Regions from separate parts of the Sus scrofa genome. Here region 1 is linked to region 2. Evidence: chromatin contacts called from public Hi-C data. All regions are on one chromosome and are shown on one strand. The core of a region is the stretch at or near the end of the contact, and the rest is flanking DNA. Distances in the headings are between cores, read along the strand shown.

What was found. Hi-C and Micro-C count contacts between places; a contact is called where the count stands out from the background.
Region 1: a contact with region 2 is called in a Hi-C map of liver, with 2.9 times the contacts expected there. The contact joins two enhancer-like sites. A contact is called at or near these places in 3 of 47 Hi-C or Micro-C datasets (liver and skeletal muscle).

What each region holds. Positions count from the first base shown.
Region 1 is chr7:103,261,310-103,266,128 of Sscrofa11.1, forward strand. No RefSeq gene overlaps it. Among named protein-coding and RNA genes, the nearest start is that of DIO2, 150 kb to the left of the region's middle. Within about 2 kb of position 1,687, at least 5 of the 83 cell types and tissues checked have an H3K27ac peak or open chromatin away from gene starts, as enhancers often do. A contact at or near this core is called in liver, where this site is marked.
Region 2 is chr7:103,037,609-103,042,217 of Sscrofa11.1, forward strand. No RefSeq gene overlaps it. Among named protein-coding and RNA genes, the nearest start is that of DIO2, 71 kb to the right of the region's middle. Within about 2 kb of position 2,438, at least 5 of the 83 cell types and tissues checked have an H3K27ac peak or open chromatin away from gene starts, as enhancers often do. A contact at or near this core is called in liver, where this site is marked.

The sequences.
Region 1 (4,819 bases), core at 437-2,936, 220 kb after region 2:
GTGTTCCACAGTGATGCAGAGTCACTAGGTTCTGAATCTATTATTTGAGTTGGCTTCCCCAAAAGGGAGGACATCATTAACAAGTATAATAATGACGATTACTTAATACTTAAGCACTTATTGTGTGCCCCTCTACTGAGCACTTTACATCTATTATCTCATTTAATCCTCACATGCAAAAAGAAATTGAAATAGTTCTGAGATCCATCACAGGCTGCAGGTAAGGAAACTGAGATTTTGGAACATTAAATAACTAACCTAGGGTCATACTGTTGTAGGAAATGGAAGTAGTATTTTCTGTCTTTTTCCCTTTTAGTACCACACCCTCAGCATATGGAAATTCCCAGGCTAGGGGTCGAATAGGAGCTCTAGCTGCCAGCCTACACCACAGCCACAGAAACGCAGGATCTGAGCCATGTCTACAACCTACATCACAGCTCATAGCAACACCGGATCCTTAACCCGCTGAGCAAGGCCAGGGATCAAACCTGTGTCCTCATGGATACTAGTCAGGTTTGTTAACCACTGAGCCATGACAGGAACTCCTGGAAGTAGTATTTTAAAACAACTGCTGCCCTTGCAGAAGCCTGACCACTATCCAGCATGGCTTCCACCATCACAATAGGATCGATTAACTCAGCATCACAAAGTAGTACCAACACAAGAGCATTATGGATGCTGCTTATTAGAACTTCAAACAGGACTTAGGGGTGGAAGTAAGTTCTCCCTTGAGCTAAATTCCTGCCACACTGATTGCTAGTCCAAACAGCCTTGATAAAACTAGTCAGTTACTGGGTAAGGCTCTTACTCTAGTTTTAAATGCCATGAAATACCTGTGCTGTGGATTTAAATTCACAAAATATGGTTTGAAGCCCATCTTGCATAGGGTATGCTTTGTGGCACTAACACCCTAGAACCATGGAAGTGAAGGAAACATTAAAATATTATACATAAAAGGACAAGAACCAATTAGATGGAGGTTTAAACTAAATATATAAAAATGGAATTTACTTGTAGCACAGTGGGTTAAGGATCCTGCATTGTCATTGCAGCAGCTTTGGTCACTGCTGTGGTACAGGTTGGATCCCTGGCCTGGGAACTTCCACATGCCACAGGCGTGGCCAAAAAAATGTTTAATGTTTTTTTAAATAAAACAAACAAACAAACATGAAGACCATGGAGTCAGACCCAGCAAAGTAAAGACATAGGGAATCTAGACTCTAGATTGGTTCAAAATGACAATATTATGGAATTTGCATACCAAAACTTCCTGAGAAACGAGCTATGCCATTATCCCCACTACCAGGTGAGAAAAAATAAGGCCCCATGTGATGAGGAAACTTGTTTGGGATCACATAGGTAGTTAGGACCAGATGCAAGAACACATTTGGTAACTTTTTTTCAGGCTTGTCACTGACATTCACTCATTACCTGCAAAATTTTTTTGTTTCCCATTTCGTTTTATCCCTGACCTTCTTTTCTCATTTTCTTCACAAAATGATACTTTTCATTAAAGAGCATTTTGGCCCATTTGGCAAGGGGTCCACATTTAAGTTTTACCCCTGCCACTAATTCACTGTGGGACAAACCATTTGCCCTGGTGCTGGGCCCTGGCTGTAACAGTGCTCGGCTGCCTCTCTCTCTAGTTCAGCCTGGAACAAGGACTATGACTGCACTGCTGAGGGACGTACCCTAGAGCACAGGCTGATTCAACAGGGACAACTAACTCGCTGTGAATTTAACGATTTGGGAAGCCCTTGTGTCTCTGCCAGTTCCTTTTTTAAGCACCTGGAAGCTACAACGAGTGATGTAACAGCCAGAGACAAGATTAAATATTGGTCTTTCTCATGGACATTCAGCCAGAAGTCAAACATTACCTCCCTCCTTTACTATGGTGAAGTAAAATATTTGTGCCCAATGGTTACAGTGTATTTCATCATCCTAGTGTTGTGTTTTTTTTTTTGTTTTGTTTTGTTTTTTTTCCTGCATAGGAATGCTTCTGTCAGAACCGATCAATGCTGTTAATGAACAGATGTCAGGGTTCTCAATAGCCAATACCAGAGACTGCTCTAGAAACTTCTCTTGCCTTCTTCACACCCCTAGGGCAGCAGAGGGGATTGCTTCCCAAGTGACAGTGAGGAGGAAAGGAGGTTTTGCACTTTCTGTAGACATCAGAAAACTTCTCATACTGTCTCAGGCATTGTCTCTAACTACCAATGTAGTGGTACAGAGAGGGGTGCCAGCTGGCAACCCATCTGCTGGCTGGCTCTCCAAAACAGGTTCAACTAGTTAAATCAGCATTAATTGCCAAGCCAAGATTATTCTGACCCTGCATTGGAAAAGGTCAGAGCCCTGCCACTGAAAGGAGGTGGCAGGGAGCATGGGGAGGTGCTTCTGGGAGCAAAGATTCTGGCTGAGCAGATGAATCTTTGTTCAATAGTTGTATCTTATTGGATTATGTTACGGCTGAATTGTGTCCACCCGAAATTCATTTGTTCAAGTTCTAACATCCAGTATCTCAGAAAGTGATCTTGTTTAGAACATGGATGTTTAACAGACATAATTAGCTCAGATGAGGTCATACTGGAGTGGGATGGGCCCCAATCCAAAATGACTAGTGTCATATACACGAGGAGAACACCATGTGAATATGAAGACAGAGATCAGGGTGATGCTTCTACAAGCCAAGGAATGTCAAAGATTGTCAGGAGCCACCAAAAGCTCGGAGAGAGCATGGAAGAGATTTCTCCCTCACAGCCCTCTGAAGGAACCAACCATGTGGACACGTTGATCTTAGACTTCTCAGCTCTATCCATTTCCGCTATTTAAGTCACCCAGTTTGCAATACTTTGTTATGGCAACCCGAGAAAAACTGATATAGACTGTATTTGCAAAGTTTTAAGAAACTGAATATAAAGCTCTAACAGTCTGTACATTCCAATAACTAGATTCTAAAATAGAAGGTTTATAGAAGTCATCATAATTAATATTTCTCCCTATTGAGATACATTTTTGTTTGTGTACTTCCACCCAATTATTATCATCACCTGAATGTCTCAAAATAAGTTAAAACAACCAACCGAAGAAAAAACTCATGAATAAATCCTAGGTCTCTCTGCACAATTCTTCCCAAAGCAGAGTACCATTTCTGAAACAGTTCAGACCAACTAAGGACTTTCCAATGTCTCAACCAGTACATCTGATATATAGTCATTCCTGCTCCACAATAAATATTCTGCAAATCTGCTGTATGTCAACTACTATGAAAGGCATTAGAGACCCAACAGTGGTCAAAACAGGTAGCCATTGTCCTTATAGTGGCCTATGTTCAGTGAGGAAGACAGGTTTCAATCAATCAATCAATCAATTAATCAGAGATGTAGAGCAATTAATCATGACAAGTGCCTGAAGAAGAAGCATCACCATACTTTGTAGGCAGCTACTTTCCCTGAGCCAGTGGGAAGGCAGAGAGAGGTGTATTCGGTACTCCATGTGAAGGCTGAAATCTTAAAAGTTTTCTCTCATGAAAAGAAAACACTGAATACGATGTTCAGGGAGCCAAACCATCTGCCCAAAATAATCATCTTAATAAAACATAGAAGGAGGGGATAGATGCTAAAAGCGGTAAAGCGAAGCAAAAAGGCAAATGGAACAAGGAGTGAATTAAAGAAATAGGAAACTTAGGACAAAATGCTGCCATCAAATCCCCCTAACCCCCAGGATTCAAGAATAAGAGAGTGAGGACACACGCCCAGCACTGTGTGAGCATGGCAGCAGTGAATGGCATGTGGTCGGACACGAGATTTTGTGCAGTTGAAAGGATATTATCCAAAATAAAAGCCTACCTTTGTTTGCAGCTCTGTCTTTTTAAACTGGAACATCACTGTTCAGCATGCTCCTTGCTCTGTGCTGTTTTGAGCACTTGAGCCTGCTGCCAAACGATGTAGCTGGTCACCAAAGAAGCTGCCGAATGCTGCTGAAGAAAGGGAAGAAAATCCATTGAATTAGTCCTGAACATTGCAAAAGCGGCTGCCTCTCTCAATTACTTTGTCAAGACCCATTATAATTGTAGCTCTGATCACATGCAAGGTTTTCCCACGGGTGGGGATAGAGCCAGGATTCTCAAAGTGCTGGCATGTCCCCCCCACCGCCAACTCCCCAGGCCACTATGGACAGGTCTGCAGCTGCTGTGTCACTTGCCCTTGGTGGAATTTAACAAGATAAACTGCTTCCTTGGCATTTACATTACACTTAGAATGGGTGATATTTATACCTCTTGTCTCTTGGTGATAACCAACTTGGATGGTCTCCTTTGAGATCTCCCAAGCAACCTAGGCATAACTGATTTGAAAATACCTTTAAAACCTTAAATACAGGGAGTTGCCATTATGGCGCAGTGGAAAAGAATGTGACTAGCATCCATGGGGATTCAGGTTTGATCCCTGACTTTGCTCAGTGGGTCAGGGGTCTTGTATTGCTGTGAGCTGTGGTTTAGGTCACAGATGTGGCTCAGATCCCATGTTGCTGTGGCTGTGGAATAAGTTGGCCACTGTAGCTCTGATTCAACCTCTAGTCTGGGAAATTCATTATGCCACAGGTGTGGCCTTAAAAAGCAAAAACATGAAAACAAAACAAAAAAAAACAAACCATAAATCCATCACTGCGTGAAAACATAAGTGGAACACTTCTGTCTTCCAAAATAAGTATTTGGGGAACACCTATACTGATAGATGGGGCCTGGGTTAATGAGCAAATAATACCAGGTGGGGCAAAGAACTCCATCATAGAACAGAAATAAGTTTGTAGCCCAACACAGAAT
Region 2 (4,609 bases), core at 1,188-3,687:
TTCAATAATAGTTATAAGGCAAAGCATCATTTATAGGCCAAAGACCTCTTATGTTTGGTCAGTTGAGTTGACTTCATCTTTCTGCTCACTATCTCCCACACTTCCTACCCCAAAGAAACTAAGTAGTTAGGGTTGATGTTCACGAAATAACCACTTAATTGATGGTTTTCCTCTTCCATTTCATATGATATCCTAAGAAGGAGGAAGAGTTAAAATCATTCTATATTTGTACACTCACTTGAAATATGGTCAGGTCAATGAGTTAAAGAAAGCGCTATTGCACATGAATGAGTCAACAGTGATTTACTCTGTCTAATCTGTTCAGTAATCTGAGCTCCTTTAACTTTACCATCATATCCTCTTATTCAGTATTTATTCTCAACTACCTTATCCTGTAATAGTGACAGCAATAATGTATACCGACCAGAGCACGTTGAAAAGTCCCTGTGGGGAGAACCTATGTCCCCTAACTTCTATGTCGCTGCTCAGTATCTAACACAGAAACACATTTCAGCGAACAACAGTTCCCTCATTAATGGCTTGATCCAGGATGTGAGAATGCCTGAGAATAAAGGAGAGTAAATATTTGGAAGGTGCAAACACTAAGGAAAAAGGGCAAGCCACTGGTCATGATTTAAGGACAGAGAGGTCAAGAGGTTCAAATGACCTGGGAAACTGGCTCCTGAATGTCCCATAATGCTTTCATTCTGATGGGCTGTGACTATCCCCTCTAAGAATTACTGAAACCCTTTAGGCCCTTTAGATGCTGTCCTGCCTTGTGTATCATTGGAGAAGAAATCTCAAGGAATACTGTGGTCTTTCTCTGGCCCCTGGTAAATGGAGCTGCTGACCTGGTTTTGTCTTTCCCATCTCATATTTCAGTATGATTCAACTGGCCTGGCGCTCTGGTGAAACGCTGTCTGCCCGCACTTTAGTGTCTTGCCTCACGGCCTGAGGTCTAGCTGCCAAGTCACCATGGCAGCTTGGATTCCTGGCCTTCTGGTTTTTCCTTGTCAGAATCTGGTCATGTAATAAAGCGCAGCCTCTGCTCTCCTGGCAGTTTCCAGAGTCTGCTCCATTTCACTTGCATTTCCTCCACTGGTTTTGACAGGTCATCCTCTACATGAAACCACAGTTGAAAGTGGTATGTGATGCAGCTCTGAAGGGCTCTCTCTGGGAGTGAAAGCGAAGCCAACAACAAGCAAAAGAAACCCTTGAAGTAGAACATAGAGAGGCAATGTTCCTGGTTGTGACATCCTCTTCTGCCATGTGACTTCCTTTGCTCGGCTTGTCTTGTCTTCTTCCCAAGTAGATGCTAACTGATGAGTGAAAAACCACATAAAGAAGGACGTATTAGAGAGCTTGAGAAATATGCAACTTGGCCTATGGGTTCTGAGTATAGGGGAAGCGGCTTCGTAACTACATTTCAAAACTGGGATCATTTCAGTTGATCCAGATTCTCCTTTACAGTGCTGTGGAAAGACTATACGATTTCAGCTTCACCAAGCAGTAGTTGGAAAATTACATCTCTGCTTTATAATCAGAGTGTGTAGCCCTTACTTAAGAATCAGAAAGCCAGCAGTGCATTTCAGAGCACTCCTCAACAGAGAGAGTCACTCTTCTCTCGACACTCCAGTCTCCCATTGTTATTGTGGTTCTAAACATCACCCTCTCTTGCCACGACAGTGGTTAAGGTAACAACTAAACAAGAGAATATCTTGGGAGAATACAGAATATCCTAGGGAAGCCTAAATGCATACTATTTAGTCAAAGTATTCTACCATTGCTAGAACAAGTTACAAAAACAAAAGAAAACAAAACAAAAAAACCCACAACGACTCTCCCCAGGATCATAGATTAGTTTTCCTAAGCTAAAATTATTATACGAAATGCAAATATCCAAAATATAAATGATGATTCTCTTGTGGCTGAGTTGTGGGGAGAGTAGTTAAGTTTGACATTAGTATTCTCCCTGGGGTTATTGTTTTTATCACAGGGGATGGCTAAGTTGCTAAGCTCACTCAAGATTAGAAGTCTTTCCAAACTTCCTTAGTGTGCACACAGGCCAGAAGTTGTCCTCATGGGAGAGCTGGTTCTTCACTGCAACTCTAATCAGGTTCCTCAGGGGCACTGCCATGTCACAGTTTCATGAACATTATTATCAAGGCTGATTTTTGCCCTGTGGCTGCAACAACGGACTTTTGACCCACTACATGTTTTAACTCCCAGAACCAAGTCATGTTTTTTTTAGGTGAGAGTTTTTGGGAACATGGTATGGACTTTGTTTTTTTTTTTTTTTTTTTTCTCCCCTAATCATTTTAGTAAAATGCTACTTTGGCCTTCACCTTTCCTGATCCCTTATAACACACTCTCTCCTCACTGGGCAGTAATCACCAGATTGCCTGACTGGGGACTTTCAAGGTAAACACCAGGAGCATAAGGGTTGGTGCTGACAAATCACAGGGCCTGTTCAAATCTAAACCGTAGCAAGGAATGGGCAAAGGTAAGAGAGCTCTGTCCTCTGTTAACCTTTTTTCAGCAAATTCTCACTTCTCAACAGCACTTCAGCTGATAGAAAACATGAAACCCACACCTTCACAGAGCATAGCCACAATGCCTGGTTCTTCCTTGATGTCTGCTAACAGTAACAGCTACCTCCTATACACAAGGCACATTTCAAATTTCATTTTTACAGAGGAGATAAGGAAGGTAGTGTTAGGGGTATCAGAGCAATAAGTGGCTGGGCTGGTGTTCAAACCCCGGCATCTTTATTGTGAGGCAGGAGAGTGAAGAGGTAAAGCTGGGGCCTGGAGGCTGGAGTTTTCAGTGCTCTGAAGCCTCTTCTCCAGCCACCCCACTGCCCATACACTTATCTGGGGAAAATAATGCAATTCTAAGTAAGCTAAAGCATGGGGTGTTATATTGCTGGGAGGAAAATGAGGGTCTGGGGGAGAGTGGTGTGGTATCTTGGACTACTCCTGTTCCAAAGGCACTTAAGAACAACTGACGACGAGTGCCACCCTCCCATCCCACCTCATGCTGGAATTCCAGGGAAGGGATCTGGCTGAATCACTGCTAGGAAGACATACAGGCTTGGGAATGAAACCAAAACTGAATTTCAGCAAATTCCTCTTAATTCCTAAAAGAAACTCCAGGAATTCTCAAGTGGAAAGAGCAAAGTAATAAATGAAAGTGACTCTGCTAAGAAAGCTAGCAGGTGTCATATAGGCTCTCAAATAGACATGAACTATCATGGACTACTTGTTTATTTTGTTTGTTTGTTTGTTTGTTTGTTGTCTTTTTAGGGCCACATATGTGGCATATGGAGGTTCCCAATCTAGGAGTCAAATTGGAGCTATAGCTGCCAGCCTATGCCACAGCCACAGCAATGCCAGATCCAAGCCACACCTGTGATCTACACCACAGCTCACAACGACATCAGATCCTTAACTCACTGAGAGAGGCCAGGGATCCAACCTGCATTCTCATGGATGCTAGTCAGATTCATTTCTGCTGAGACATGTGGGAACTCCTGGTTAATGTTAAAAAAAGCTCTGAGGAGTTCCCCTTGTGGTTCAGCGGAAACCAACCCAATTAGGGTCCATGAGGATGTGACTTTGATCCCTGGCCTTGCTCAAGGGGTTAAGGACCCGGTTTTGCCATGAGCTGTGGGGTAGGTTGCAGATGCAGCTCAGATGCTGTGTTGCTGTGGCTGTGGCGCAGGCCAGCAGCTGTAACTCTGATTTGATCCCTAGCCTGGGAACTTCCATATGCCACAAGTTCAGCCCTAAACATACACACACACACAAAAGAGCTCTGCCTCGTTCCCAGGAGATGGTTAGAACACAAGTGAAAATCAGAGAGGAGGAAAACTGATAGGGCTACTGAAAATTATGGTATTACTTTACTCAAGTACACAGGATCACCATGGGACCAACTTAGGTATTTTCACTGTGTCGCCAAATTTCTTCTTTATTAATTATCCCTATTCAGAGGGAAATCTACTCAATAGTTTGTAATAACCTATATGGGAAAAAATAATGTGTGTGTGTGTATGTAAGTACATATTTATAATTCACTTTGCCGTATACCTGAAACTAATTCAAAATTGTAGGTCAACTGTACTCCAGTAAAATTTAAAAAATACACATATACAAATGTACCCTAATAGTATCTTCCTTAAATTAAAATTTCTGTCTGGTAATATCTATATTTTCTACTCCCCTCCACAGGGAAAATTCCAGAAAATTGTCTGCGTGCTGTCTCTATTTCCTCCCTTACATTCACCCTTTTGCTTTTCCCATTAGCTCATCAGCCCAATTTGGCCTCAGTCCCATTATCAAATTCCACTGAAACTGTTCTTGTCAAAGTCAATGACCTCCACGTTGCCAAATATAAAGAACATTTTCCATTTTCCCTCTTGTACGAGACAGTGTGCTTTCTTGACTTCCCAGAATATCCTCTTCTGGGTATTTCCCCCACTGTTACTGGTCACTCTTAACCTTCGTTTGCTGGCTTTTCTTCTATTACCTAAATTTAAATCTTGGTATTCCTTAGGGTTTTGCCTTGAACTCTCTCCATCTTTCCTCATACAACCCCCTCTAAGTGA